2 separate regions of the Triticum aestivum genome follow, and region 2 is linked to region 1. Evidence: chromatin contacts called from public Hi-C data. All regions are on one chromosome and are shown on one strand. The core of a region is the stretch at or near the end of the contact, and the rest is flanking DNA. Distances in the headings are between cores, read along the strand shown. Region 1 holds the start of LOC123129780. Region 2 holds the start of LOC123131221.

Region 1 (7,321 bases), core at 3,014-5,513:
TTGTTGCTAAGATATCAGCTTCCAATGTTCCTTACAAATATTAGGAGAAGTGAGGAATTCAATGGATGTTACTACTCTTGCTCGGTTGATGGTTCAAACAACGAAACATAGAACTTTCCAACTGGTATATCGCCTTATCGAGTTGACATTGATTCTTCCAGTGGCAACTTTGTCGGTCGAGCGAATATTTTCAGCAATGAAGGTCATCAAAACCTATTTGCGCAATAAGATATCAGATGATTGGCTCAATGATTTAATGGTATGCTACTGTGAGAAAAGGATATTCAAAAGTATTCCCGATGATCAAATTATGATACGATTTCAGAAGAAGAAAAATCGCAAAGGACATTTGCCTCCTGAGTATGGTGTTATTTCTTAGAGGTATATCTCTGTTTTAGTACTAGTGTCCATAGTTAGTTTAGGATACCAAATTACCATATCACTAACTGTTGTGCTAATTTGGACAGATGGCTTGCAGTTCGTCACTTGCATTTTGGTTTGGACGTTTCCTACAACTACAATACTGTTAGTAAGAAGCAACACCATATCTTGTCTTTGTCTTTTTCTGGTTGCTTCTCTAGTACTTGATGTATTGGTGTGCAAATTGTATGAAACTCTGTTGTCTGGTCAATCATGCTACTAGTATTGGTCTTGAGAAATTTCATGTCCATTTGAGCACTTGTTTGGCACATATTGTCTATAAATTGATAAAACCATTTTTTTTCCTTTCAAAATTTGAAGTTTTTCAAAAATTCCAAAAAATGACAGAAAATACTACATGTTTCCAGTAGTAGGCTAGGAAATTTTGAGCTTATTTGGCCAAGAGGATTAGGAGACAATGGCCATTTTAGTGAACAGATTCAAATTTTGGTTCAAAATTTGATATTTCCTAAAAAATCCGGAAATTTTCTAGTAAATAGTACATGATTCAAGTAGTAATCTGGGATAGTTTCGGTTTATTTGCACAAAAGGATTAGGAGATAAGCGACTTCTTCAAAAGAGCATACGGTTTTCTCTGCGTAAACTTTGAGTCCATCCTCTATTTTTTTCTAGATTCGCCACTGACGGGGAGGGATGGCAACTAAACAGTTTAGTGAAATATCTAGATATTTAATCGTGGCAACGACGACATGGATGCACGGCCTAACAGCGACACGTACGGCTAGGCGCTGGGACATTACGCGGGCGATCGGCCATCAGGACGTGTGTAAATTGCTGACGACAAGTTGGTGGGAGACAGAATAGCCACTGGTCGACATGCCAATTGAGAGCGAGACTAGCCCTCGTCCTACCCTCCTGCGTGTGGTACGTGCTCCATGATTGGGTTGTCCAGTATGCTGCTTGCGTGGAATCTCATGAGGAAGCCACGAGAAAAGATACATGCATGCATCTCGCTCTCGCGATCGTGTGTCCATGTACAGTCAGATGAGAGAATGCAAGGAAGGAACCCTGTGCATGGCGCGTCATGTGGGCATGTGCCCGAAATATCCTGGTACATGTTGCGTCGACATGCTTGATTACACTAGACTGGTGGAACGTCCTGGTCGACCGGTGACAATGATTAATCTCGACATTTGGTTCATGGATATGGTTGGCCAAAACATATGACTCTTAACGTCACAGGACACTTCCAGGCGACTGAATGTTCAAGTAACATATACGGCCGCTGATGCAACGGGCACACGCGGTACATTTCCAACAGTAACCAATTGCTTGGTCGACTTAACCGAGGCTATCAGGATCAGATCATCATTGCCATCTGGTGAGTATTTTTCTTTTCGAGGCGCTCTTCATCTGGCGAGTAAACTATACCAATGGACTAATCGACTCAAACTTTTTCCAATTTTGACAGTCGTTAACACTCGATGCGCATTTCGTGGGTGTACCTAGGTTCAGCTGACTGAGAATTAACCAAGTCACACGCAAGTGATATAGTATGTAAGAAGAAAAAGAAAAAAAATACGAATCCCCATGCAAACTCAAAGGAAGATAGTATCGACTGAGGCATAACGAAGTCTCAGTCGATTGAGACTTAGCAAAACTGTTAGATTATTATAGGTACCTTTCATCCTCTGGCCGGCCCGCTGCTTCATTGCAGATGACCGTCGACCATGACCGAATGTCAAGCTCAATGCTTATCTAGAAAGTTTTCCATGGAATTCATCCGAAACAGAAATGCAAGTGGTAATCGACCAGCCCAACTGAAACGCGCATGAGCGGTGGCCGCTCCATTCAGAGCATGAAACCGCTAACTGGGACACTCCTGGAGTGCCTCGGGAGCCCCAAATCCTATTCAACGCCTTCAGCGCCTTTTACAGGTACGGGTAGCTACTTGTCCCCTCTAGCTAGGGTTTTGTTTCTCTCGGGGCGACTACCGCCGCCGTTGAGTTTTTTGTCTTCCCTGTCTCTGATCTCCCCAGATAGCTGACTTGGGCCGATCACGGGATGATCTTGTATCACTGCCCGGCCTTGGTATTCTTCCCTGGGGGTGAATGGGGGTTTTAGGGTTCCTTTCATAACATATGTTTTCTTTTCACGGGTTAAGGTTCCAAGATGGTTGTTTATGGCATGCCTAGTTCGGTGTCCAAGGTAGAAAAGATGATGGCGGAGCTAGGTCTTCGCGAGGAGGAAGAGGCCTCCTGCTCAACTAACATCCCCGTCCCCGTCCGCGTCCCCCTCACCCTCGACGAGGCCCCCACCAGCATACCCGTCCACCACTGTGCCACCAACCCCCACCAGGGCCATGGCTTAGTAGAGGACACGGTGATGTAGAGAGGACGCCAGAGAAGGGACTACGGGGGTGGAGGTGGAGGCGATGGAGGTGCTGGTGGTGGTGGAGTCGGGGGTGGGAAGCCATGGCCGGTGGGGCAATGGGGAAGCGTAGCAACTTAAGCTTAGGGATAGGACCAGGGTGGAGGCGAGTGGGAGGGATAGAGGCGAGTGGGATCGCCGTCGGCATCGGCCATATAGGGTTCGGTCGCTCATGTAGGGGGAGATGAGATTGTGCGAGAGGGGCAGATGACCAACAGGAAAAAACATAGGAGGAGAGAAAAAAAATATTGGGGAGGTTAGCGTTGTAAAAGTCGGTGGGTAGAGAGACTTCGACCGATTGATCGCATGGAGTATTACGGGAAGAAGCGAAAAGAAATGACAATGAACTCCCCCTTTAGGAGTAGAGATGCTCTAATCTAGCTAGTCCCTTTTGTGTTTTGTTCCACAATCAACCAAGGTATATAAGAAAGTACTTGGTAAGCATTTCAGGAAACTAGCTCGCTCCAGTACAGAAATAAAATTCAAATACCGAAGGCAAAAGTTTATGTTTCTACATGACACGAACATATCTCAGGAGATGACGCTACAATCGACGTAGGGCCGGGCCAGGCTTAGCCTGATTTGACACATACTACATTGCATGCTTAGGCCAAAAAGGATTAACAAGATCTTTCACTTTCGAAAATATCAACGAGATTCTTCCAAATGTGGCACCGTATTCTTATCGCATCTCAGGTGGAATCCCATACCAATGCACTAATCTAGCTAGTCCTTTTTATGTTTTGTTCCACAATCAACCAAAGAATATATAGAGCACATGGTGCTATATAGTGTTTATTATTTCTCCAAAATCGGATACAATCATATGCTCGCAATCAACTGAAGAATCTGCAATTAAAATCACCATCTCTTCAATTATATGCTTGCTAAAAAAACATGTACTCCAATTATGTGAGCATATGGACAAATGCAGTATATTGAAGATCCACAACTATAGGACGGAGCTCACATGATTGAAAGTAAATTTTAGCAGTGTCTGGTCCCGCCCTGCTTTCTCCAACAACAACGAAAGGGCCGGGACGCCTCCCGTCTTTAATCAATAGGCCATCTGATCACCAGCACCCGCGAGTGATGCAGCGCATGGAGACAGACAATGGCGGGTCGGGCAGGCACGTTGAGCTGTTTCTCATATAAAGCTATGGTACGCAATTTGCGTACCTTAAAAAAAATCTGGAGCATGAAGAATAGCGACATGCTACTAGTCAGAACACTGGTTTGTGTCTTTTTTATATATAAAAAGTGTACTGGTTTGTGGTGCAAGAAATTGGCCAGCATTTTTGACACAAAATATTCCAAGCAAGCTGGCATGACTCCTTTGAATATTGGAGGGTGGACCTACCTGCCTTGAATCCCGTCCGGGCCCACGGCACACCCACCCACAGCGCCCACCCGTAATCCCCACCCACTGAAGCTCGTCTTCGTCTCTATAAATTGCACCCAACCCGCTTCTCTCAGGTTTACTCCCGATTCCATCTCCTCCACGCACCCGATTCCAACTGCTCGCGCTCCTCGATCTCTCTCTCTCTCTCTCATGGCGACAGCAACCACAAAGTCGACCCAGCGGCCCGGTGCTCTCCATACCCACCTACCGCTCCGCCTCGCCCACCCGCGTCAAGCTCGCCAACGGCGCCACCCGCTCGCCGGGCAAGTCCGTCAGCGTCTCCTCCCCGTCATCCACCAGGAGCCGGCGGTCCTGCATGTGCTCCTCGACGAACCACCCGGGCTCGTTCCGTTGCAGCCTCCACAAGGAGCCCAAGCAGGAGGGGGCCCCCGCCGGGAGCAGCAAGCCCGCCTCCCCGCCGTCCGTCCGCAGCGCCTGCAGTCTGGGCTCGAAGCGCATGGACAGCGGGCAGTGTGCCCGCAGAGCGCTCGCGCCGTCCCCCGCCGCACAGCACCGGAGGCGCGCGGGCGGGTTCCGCCCCAGGCCGAGCAGGCTCTCCGCCGTCTCCGTGGCCGGCGAGCGTCCCAGCGACAACTGCCAGTAAACAAATCAACGTCGACATGCCATAGCAAGATACTACAGTTAGATGCTTTTGAGTTTTGACCGAATTTGACTCCGGCCTGGTCAGTTTAGCTAGCCCGTAGCAGTAGGTGGAGTGAGCCTCTTCCTCCTCTCTTCTGTAATCTGTACATACAGTGAGCTCGTCCTCTGCCCTCCGTGGTGTAAAATGAACGCCCTTGGTTTTGGATATACTACTTGAGTTACAGATTGAGACACATGGTGCATGCATCTCATCTTTGACCCGTGACGGGAGGCTTATCCGTCCTTTGATGATTTGTTTGCCGCGACAATTTTCTGCTTCTGTTTCTGTTTCTGGAGTGTGGATTCATCTCGCCCCTGTTTCGGTTTCGGATAAGCTCTGCAAAGAGATCAGTGGCGTCTCGCCGTCGCCTGCTCCCGTCACGCCGTACCCGTGCGTGCCCCGGCCGAACGGATCAGGCGAGGCCAAGCACGCACGGGGCGGTTCTGACGAGATTTGTGTAGAATTTTCAAGATCGAATCGATGAATGAACTGAGATATTTCTTCTTCCTACGTTCCTATTCGTGATATTTTACTGTTGGCGGGACGGACGGCGTAGCGGTTGGGATTCCCCTCCAACTCCTGAACTTGCGCAAGAAGATGATTGTGGACACTTCTTGTTTAGTGTGGAAGGCGATACTTCCGTTTCTTCGCCGGTAATGAGTTGCTTGGCATAAGTTGGTTCCCATCTCATCTCCCTATCAAATACGGTGTTTCTTTTGCTTAACGAGCCGATTACTGATCATACAAAGCACTTGGATCTTCTGTTGAGAACCGTTTGTCTGTGTGTGCGTACGTACTCTACACTGGATGCGTTGGGCATGTAGTAGCTGCTAAGCAAACAAACCAAGTGGGCTCGCTCATGGTGGAATAAAGTACTAGTTGAATATCTTATTACGAGTTGGTGGTACTCCCTCTGTTTTTATTTAGTCTGCATATTAGGTTTGACCGAAGTCAAACTTTGCAAAGTTTGACCAAGTTTATAAAAAAAAATATATAAACATTTATCATAACAAATCTATATGATGTGAAAGTACATTCAATAATGAATCTAGTAGTATTGATTATTTATTGTATATGTTAATATTTTTGTTTATAAACTTAGTCAAAGTTTACAAAGCTTGACTTTGACCAAAGCTAATATGCGAACTAAATGAAAACGAAGGGAGTAATACTCGTCAAATATCCATCTACTAGCCAGAAATTATGAAACGTCAGCGTCGCCAACATGCCTGCGCTGAGCACTTTCAGACGCCGGGCTCGGTCGCGCGCGCGGACGCACAAATGCCACTGACGCGACCGGAAGGAACTCTCTTGCCCGCGCACCAGGGCATATGATCGGTTCAGTGCAGTCCCGGGCTGGAAGATCTGCCTGGCACGGAACCTGGAGAGGTTCAGTGGCACCTACCCGGGCAGGCAATCCATGGCTACATACTGCAATTTTCCAGTGTCCAGGTAGGACGCGAGGGCGACCGGTAGGCCGGCCGGGGAGAAAAGTTCAGAATCGGTAACAGTGGCGGAGCTAGACCAAAACCATTGGGGGTGAAACGTAAATAACAAAGAGCTAGGGGGGCAAAAGGCTAATTTTCACCTCATCTTAGCCCTTAAAAAAAATTCTTCAGGGTTTTCTCCAAAGCTGGGGGGGCCACGGCCCCCCTCGGCCCCAACATAGCTCCGCCGTTGATCGGTAAACCGTCGGTAAAAGCCATGCGCCGGAGGCAATGTACCGACCCAGAGCTAGCGGCGCCGCCACTGAATTAGGTTATCCATCCATGGATGATTTGTTTGCCGCAGCAACTTTCTGCTTTTGTTTCTGTTTCTGTTTCTGGAGTGTGGACTCGCGCCTCTCTTTCGATTTTGGATAAGCTCCTCGGTGGCGTCTCGCTGTCGCTTGCTCCCGTCATATTTTCGTTCTTCCTGGGTCCAAGGCTCCAACTCTTGAACTTGCACAAGAAGATGATGTTGGGAGAATGGTGGGCGCGCGCAGCTGGCCAGCTTCTTGTTAGGGTTTCTTCTTCTTTTTCTTCTTCTTTTGCGGGTGAGCTTCTTGTTAGTTGTGGAAGCCGATACCAAAGTTTGCTCCTATTTCTCATCGTGCAAAAAATATTAGTGCCCTTTCCAAACGTTGAAACAGCTACCTCACAAGTGGAGTTGCTGAGAGTGAATATACTAGTACTACTACTAGTTTAATTAACGAACTTGTTGAATATCTGCGTAGTTGCTTTTTGGCACTACAACGACCCACAACAAACTCGTCAACTATTCGACGGGCATTTGTTGACCAAAAGAGGCTCTGGAGCGTCAGCGTCAACGACGGTCGAGCAGGTCAACAGAACGGATGACCGATCGCGCCGAGCTCCGTCGGAGGCCGGACTCGGTCGGAGGCATAGTTGGACTTGCCGCTTCCGAAGAAAGGTGGGTCTCTCTTGCCACAGACACGACACTCGCTCCAGGGACACTCTTGCCCG
Region 2 (7,321 bases), core at 1,860-4,359, 220 kb before region 1:
CACAAAAAGTTACCACCAAACGACATATACTGAACCTGACACCAGCCACGTACACCCACATGTACGATTAATTAACAAGTTTTCTCGTCAGCAAAAGATCCAGAAATTTAATCGCGGCCGACGACGACATGGATCCACGACGTAACAGGGACACGGTGATGCGCAGGGAAATTAAGCGTTTGTCGCGGTTCCTGTCGTCAGGATCACGCTTGGTGTAGATCAACTCAGCGAGTCGGTGAGGGATCCGGCTTGCCTGTTCCCTTTCCATGCTCCCATCCGTACTCTCACTTTATCTTACGGTTGTTTTTTTTTTCTCTTTTCTTTCTAATCTAAACATCTCCGCTTGATTTTAAGGGGTGGGCCGGACCTTATTTTCTTCCAATCAAATCAAGCCACATACGCGGGAGCACGGATGGGCACACGCCGGGGGAGCAGGCAAGTCTCGTCCGTCGGTGAGAGGCAGAATAGCGATACGTCGACATGTAAATTGAGATAAAATTTCCGCATGCATCCGCCGTTCCTGCAGATATCTGATTTCAGTTTCATCTAGAAAGTTTCCCGTAAAAAAAATCTTCTAGAAAGACCAGGTATACAAAACTTGCATATCCTCCCGATATTAACCAACTACACATGGTAATCTCCGTGATCAGCCACAATAATTAATTAGCTTCCCGAGGAGCTAGCAAAACTTTTAGGAGAAACATAATGAATTTATGAGGAGAAAAGATTCACTGTCATCAAGCGAGCAATGCATACCCCCTATGTATACCTATGTCCAACCCGATCTGAAATCTTGCACATTTTTTTCATGAAACATTTACCCTAGTGCTTCTTCTGAAACAGTTTTCCTTGATCGAGATGCACAAAGTCAGAAGTTCGGACCGTAATTCACACGGTTGACATCGCCCCGCCTACAGGCTATTAGCAATTCCAGATCATCACTCATCATGTCTTGCTAAATAAACTGTCCGGTCCCCCGAGTCCAACACCCTGCGCCCGAGGGAAACTGAATTTATGTTGCACACTCTGAACTTAGAACTAGTGCAAAGAACCGGCGTTGCAGGTCAAAAAGTACACGACGGGGACATGCCAGTGCACACCACTGCTAAGTCAATTCCCAGCCCCCGATCTCCCAGCAAAATCTTATCAGAGCATCTGCAGAAACTTCTACCGCGGATTGCCTAGTTGAAGCGGCACTGAACTTCTCCTGGTTCCTTGTCAGGCAGATCACAGAATAACTCCAGCCCGAGTGACTGTGCAATGACTCGATCGTGCCCTCGCGCTTGGGCAATCATGTCGTGTCAGTGGCAAGAGAGACCGACCTTCCTTCGAATCCTTCGAGAGCGTCGATCAAGCCCATTTGTGCGTCCGCGCGTGCGACCGAATTCGGCCTCCGGCGGTGCATGTCGCGATCGAGTTATTCCGACGGGTCATGCGTTCTGTTGACCTTCTCGGCCGTCTTCGACGCCGACGCTCCAGAGCTTCTACTTTGGATCTGCGAACGCCCGCCTGATTTTTAACGAGCTTGTTGGGGGTAGTAGCAGTGCCGTACCAACTGGATCGTCAGATATTCAACGAGTTCGTTATATGTATTCCACTCTCAGCAACTCCACTTGGGTTTGGCTTGTCGGCTGTTCGACGCATATGCCGGCTGTTCATACAAAAGCAGCCAGTTTTGAGCAGAAAATAGCTAATGATTAATTCGTGTTTTTGAGTTTTTGTCAGTATTCCGTTCGTTCGTCTAAAAAGGCACTGATATTTTTCGTCGGTATAGAAAAAGAAGCACCGCACGCACTGCACTTGAAAGAGAGACAAGAGCCAACTAACGTACTACATGGCGCCAATCCAAAAGGTGACAACTGACAAGAAGCTGGCCAGCTGTGCGCGCCCACCGGTCTTCCAACATCTTCATCTTCTTCCGCAAGTTGAAGAGTTGGAGCGGGGATTTCCAACTGCTAGGTCGTCCGTCGCGCCAACAGTAAAATACACACACAGAAAAACATTGGTTCAGCGGCAGCCTCACTTCCTTCATCGCTGGGATCATGAAATCCTACAGAAACCTCGTCGGAATCGGGGGATTGCTCTCGTGCTCCAAGTTGCTGGCCTGAACCGTCCGGCTGGGGCCACGGGTGCCGCCCGCGTGACGGAGGAAGCGCCGGCGAGACGCCACTGACCTCTTGCGGAGCTTATCCAAAACCAAAACAGGGGCGAGACGCATCCACACTCCAGAGAGAGGAACAAAAGCAGAAAGTTGTTGCGGCAAATCATCCATGATCCGGAATGGATAGGCCTCCGGCCACGGGACAGATTAGATGCATGTATGTGTCTCCAATTTGTAACTCATGATTATGCATATCCAAAACCAGAGGGAGTTGTACACAGCGGAGCAGAGAGGACGAAGAGGCTCACTCTATGACTATGTAAATCTACGAGCTGGCTAATTGGCCAGGCGGGAACCGAGAATTTGGTCTAAAACTCGAATTCTTACGGGATTTTTTCCCCATCTACTTTATCTTGCTATATGGCATGTTGACGTTGGTCTACTGGTGGTTGTCCCCGGCGCGGTCGCCGGCCATGGACACAGCGGAGAGCCGGCTCGGCCGGGGACGGGACCGGCCCACGCGCCTCCGGTGCTGGAGCGACTGCTGCGCCGCGGAGGACGGCGCGAGCGCCCTGCGTGCCCAGTGCCCGCTCTCCATGGGGACAAGCCGCACCAGCGCGCTGCCCCTCTGCTTCGAGCCGGCGCTGCCGATGGACGGCGGGGAGCCGGGCTTGCTGTTGCAAGATGGAGCCGCCTGCTTGCGCTCTTTGTGGAGGCTGCACCGGAAAGAGCCCGGGTGGTTTGTCGGGGAGCACATGCAGGACCGACGGCCCTTGCTGGCGGCGGCGCCGGCAGGGGCAGGGGAGGAGGACGAGACGCTGACGGACTTGCCCGGCGAGCGTGTGGCGCCACCGGCGGGCAGGTTGACGCGGGTGGGCGAGGCGGAGCAGTAGCTGGGAATCGACAGGACCGGCCCGCTGGGCCTACTCGCAGTTGCCGTCGCCATGAGAGAATAGATCGAGGAGTGCAAGCGTTGGAGTGGTGGTTTTGCTGCTGGTTTGGGGGAGTTCGAGTGAACTGAAAGGACCGCGGGTTTGGCGCACTATATAGAGGTATATAGAAGTGGAGGGGTATTCTGGGGAGAGCAGGGGTTCGGGCATAAAGCAGTGGGCGTCTGAGCTGTGGGCCTAGACAGCAGCACACCGGACTTGGTCCTGGGTTCAAGGCAGGTAGGTCCACCCCCCAATATTATAGGACTCATGCCAACTTTTTTTTTTGAATATCTTTTACTCAAAAAAGAAATTTTTTGAATATCTTTTGTCAAAATCTGGTCAATTTATTAAGTAGCATGGTGCTATTATGCAGGTATTGCAAAAAATTACTCCGTCCGAACTAAACCATTGACAACTGCTAATTTAGTGAAGATTTCTCATGACCAAAGATTTCCTCACCAACGAATTGGAACATACTGTTATTTCTGTTGAAACGCACGATTCATAATTTGTTGTCTAGAAAAACCGTCGTATAGAAGCATAAGCATTGGTCCTATTTGGATCACGGGGTTAGAGCTAGTTTGGATTAGTTGGAGGCTTAAATAACCCAAAGTATCCAAACAGGAAGGGTTAGAATGTGTTAGTTCCATCTAACCCAACTATCCCGATGAAGAGGTGCTTATTTGGATTAGAGTGGGTTAAAAAATAACTCTAACTCTAACTAACTGTGTTAGAGTATCCAAACAGGGCCATTGATGTAACTCTAGCAGCGTGGCTCCTAAAACTGTGTGTAGCCCAGGTGCCGCCCATCTGTGGCATTAAACCGTTTCCGGCACACTGAAAAGACGGTGCCAGGAAAAAGGAACCAATATGTCCGAACGTTCAGACCCTGGCCGGTGATTGTCTGGTTGGAACGACTAGGACCTCGTCGACGTGACGCGGCAGCCGCCGGCCGTGGGATCGCCTCAGCTCCGCTTGAAATGCGGCGGACCTCTGAATGTTCGACACAGTGGCATGGGCGGCATATCGGTCACCTTAATGGCATTGTCCATCAGCACCAAACCTATTTACTGGCGCCCATGTACGTTGGTTCATGGAGTCTCTGCGCGAAGGAAGGTATCATGGAGCCCGCCGGTGATGTGTACGTGAAGGATCGCATGCACGATCGCTGTTACTAGTAGTACTGCTCTGCATCTGGCTTCGGTGGGCATGATCAGCACTCCAGCCACTCACAAACACATGAAGGACAGATTCGCTATGGAAAACGCCGCACGCGCGACGCGGCACGCGACGGCTATGGTGGGAGGGGTCAGGGGTGACGACGATGGCGGCCGGCGGGGCAGCTGGCAGCGCACCGGGGGCTACTCCTACTAGGGTTCCTGTTTGTTTTTGTTTCTGGCAACACCTTGTCAATCGTTTTGGATTTGCAACAGCTCATCATCGTGGTTGAGCTCTGTCCGTATAGACGCGGGTCTACAAATTGCTGCATTTGTCTCCTACACTCGCATAAGAGCATCTACAGCCGGATCTTTTAAACACGTATTAACCGTCCAAGCCTGTCCGGTCACTGATCGACCAAAAAAAAAGAATTAATCGGAGTTCTCAAACCGTGGACAAACGCATGGGCTAACCGTCATCGCTCATATCCAGCCCAAATATACGGTGGGTATGAGACGGCCCAGGCGCATTCATCACTTCCGCTTGGCGTTTGTCCACGGTCACTTTCATTGGCGCCGCCGATGCAGACTCCAGAGTCGATGGCACACGCCGCCCGCCGCGAGAGGTAGAGGGCAAAGGGAGATGAGGGGCGCGTCCAACACGACTGCGCAGTTTGCCCGTCGCCACCGCGTGATGTCGGTGCCCGACAAGGAGGACCGACTCCTTCAGTGGGTATACCGTCGGTCACTTACCACGGCGGAGATGGACACCCAGCGGCTTCGGAGGATCAACGCCACCTAGCGTGAGGCGGCGGAGGTGGCGAGGGTGGCCAAGCTCAAGCGCAAGTAGGATCACGTCGTCCGGTGCTTGCAAGGCTACATCATCATCTTCGATTCCTCCTCTAATGATGGGTCCAACTCCGACGTAAACCCACCTCCTGCAGTGGACGGCTACCTCAGCGCCGGCGACCCGAAGGGCAAAGGGCCGGCGAAGAAACGGTGAAGCTCGTCCCTTCCTCCTTTTATATAATCTAGCTTTAGTATCTAGTTAGAATGGAATGTGCTGATCGTTGAACTGTGTAAATTATGTGAATTATTTCTATTTGGTATCGCAGTCGATTTGGTTGTTTGGTGATCAACACACTACATTGCATGATTCTGTATGGATATAGGGTGCCGAATATGAGATACGCAGCCGTGGACCCTTATCTCTCTGCGGAGCAATTTGGACGTCCAAATTCCAGCACTCACGAGACAAACTAGGGGGCGATATGCGGGAGTCTAGACATCGTGCAAGCCAACAAAAACACACCATGTGCCCTCCTCTCTCTCTCTCCGCAGAGCTCGGCAACGCTCCTGCTGCCGCGCAATCTTCCATGCATGTAGACACTAGAACACTGTAGTTGATCTTCTCGCGAACTCGTCAAGACTGTCGCTGCCCCACGTAAAAAGTACGCGCACTGCAGGCATTGGCCGAGCCCGCCGCCATGATGTTGGCAACGGGACGACGCCCAGTACTTGTGGAGCTCCACAGTCCAGGCCTCGTCGGCTCGCCTCCCTCGCCATTGGACCCATGGCCCCAACGAGCAAATGATGTGGCGTGCAGCCTTGGCCACCTGTACTTCGCAGAGAGGCCAGAGAGTGACCCCTTGAAAGCTTTTGAGGCTCGTGCGGTTGTGGGTGGCTACGGGCTCCTCTTTCTATGGCACATCGGCGGTTGCAGTATAGCCAACACGGCGTCGCTGGGCGGTTGCGGCTCCGTCTCTGGCATTGATTCTCCTGTCCGGTTCGAGGCCGATCCGGACTCCTATGAGGAAGAATCCACGGTGCGCGGAAGAGTCCTTAGGGCCGCAACTCTTTCACTGGAGCAGGTTGTCGTGGTACTTGAACATGTCGACACGCTCCAGGAAGATGGAGACCACCATGGTGCCGAAGAGAAGGCTGATGATGGCCACATACACGTACGTCCTCGTGTGAGATAACACGGAACAACGCCCAGAAGATCCCAGCACCACCTTGGACGTCTGTGCCAGCACCAGTGGCAGAGCTATGTGTAGTTCTGAAGAGTTCAATCATTTGGCCCCTTGAAGTTGCATATCCCCCTCCCCTGATTCTCCTCAAGCTTCGCCAGTGGCCACCACCATCTTGGAATGAATTCAAGAACCTGGCGCGCGCGTAAGAGTGACCCTGCTGGAATCAATCGGCATCATAGCGCAGCCTCGACGGCGCAGCAGACCGCGCGCGCCTTGGCTGCCTCGCACGGGGAGCAGGGAGGGGGGAAAGCAGTGCAATTTTGTCCCCGGGCAAGCCTCCGAGCGCCGAGTTCCTCATGGTCGTGCCGCCGCCATACTTCTTGAAGAGCACAGACGTGTTCGTGTACACATCATGTACTGGGTGCCGACGTGCCGTCCCTCTGCTCCCGACGAATGAGTCGTTTCCGTGGCACACGAAATCGGACCGCAACTGCACGATGCCACCGGCGGACTTGGAGCAGAGGAGGGAGAGCCTGGCCTTGGCGGAGTGCATGCCGCCGGTGCAGACATCGGCCGAGTGGTCGGAGCGGCACTGGTAGAGGCCGGCCGGAGGTGTCACAAAACGCACATCGAATGTTTGATAAAAATGTCTAGAAAAATTGAAACGGATGTTTACAGGTAGCATCAGATTGCATGCTTCCGTACTACTGTCCGAATGTAAAAATGGACATATATACGGGAGATATTTGGAGGTCTTCCTTAAAGATGCCCTAACCGCAGCAATATTTTTTTCGTAGAAATCATGTAATCATAGAGCTCGTGCTTATAGTTGCACATTCTTCGATCGGTTGATTCCGTGCATAGATACGATTGTGCCCGATTTTGGAGAAGAAATAATGCAGATACGAAGTGGCAGTGCAGTATCATGTGCCAAATATATTCCTTGACTGATAATGGAACAAAATGTTGAAAATGACGGGCTAGATTAGTGCATGGGTTTGGCCATCTGGCAATTTGGGATCGATTCGACCGGAAATGAAAGGGAATCGGAACAAATATGGGTGGAATGCATTTCGGTGATGCCGATCTTGTTGATACGTTTCGAAAGAGGTGGATCTTGTTAGACTTTTTCGCCCAAAGCATGCGCCGCACGTGTCA

What was found. Hi-C and Micro-C count contacts between places; a contact is called where the count stands out from the background.
Region 2: a contact with region 1 is called in a Hi-C map of leaf, with 2.1 times the contacts expected there. The contact joins the promoter of LOC123131221 here to the promoter of LOC123129780 in region 1. A contact is called at or near these places in 2 of 5 Hi-C or Micro-C datasets (both in leaf).

The regions. Positions count from the first base shown.
Region 1 is chr6A:596,416,213-596,423,533 of IWGSC CS RefSeq v2.1, reverse strand. It overlaps LOC123129780, which reads left to right and starts at 4,263. Exons shown (of 1, transcript XM_044549809.1): 1 at 4,263-5,049. The coding sequence starts at 4,263. The coding sequence ends at 4,817.
Region 2 is chr6A:596,636,331-596,643,651 of IWGSC CS RefSeq v2.1, reverse strand. It overlaps LOC123131221, which reads right to left and starts at 3,109. Exons shown (of 1, transcript XM_044550944.1): 1 at 2,320-3,109. The coding sequence starts at 3,047. The coding sequence ends at 2,541.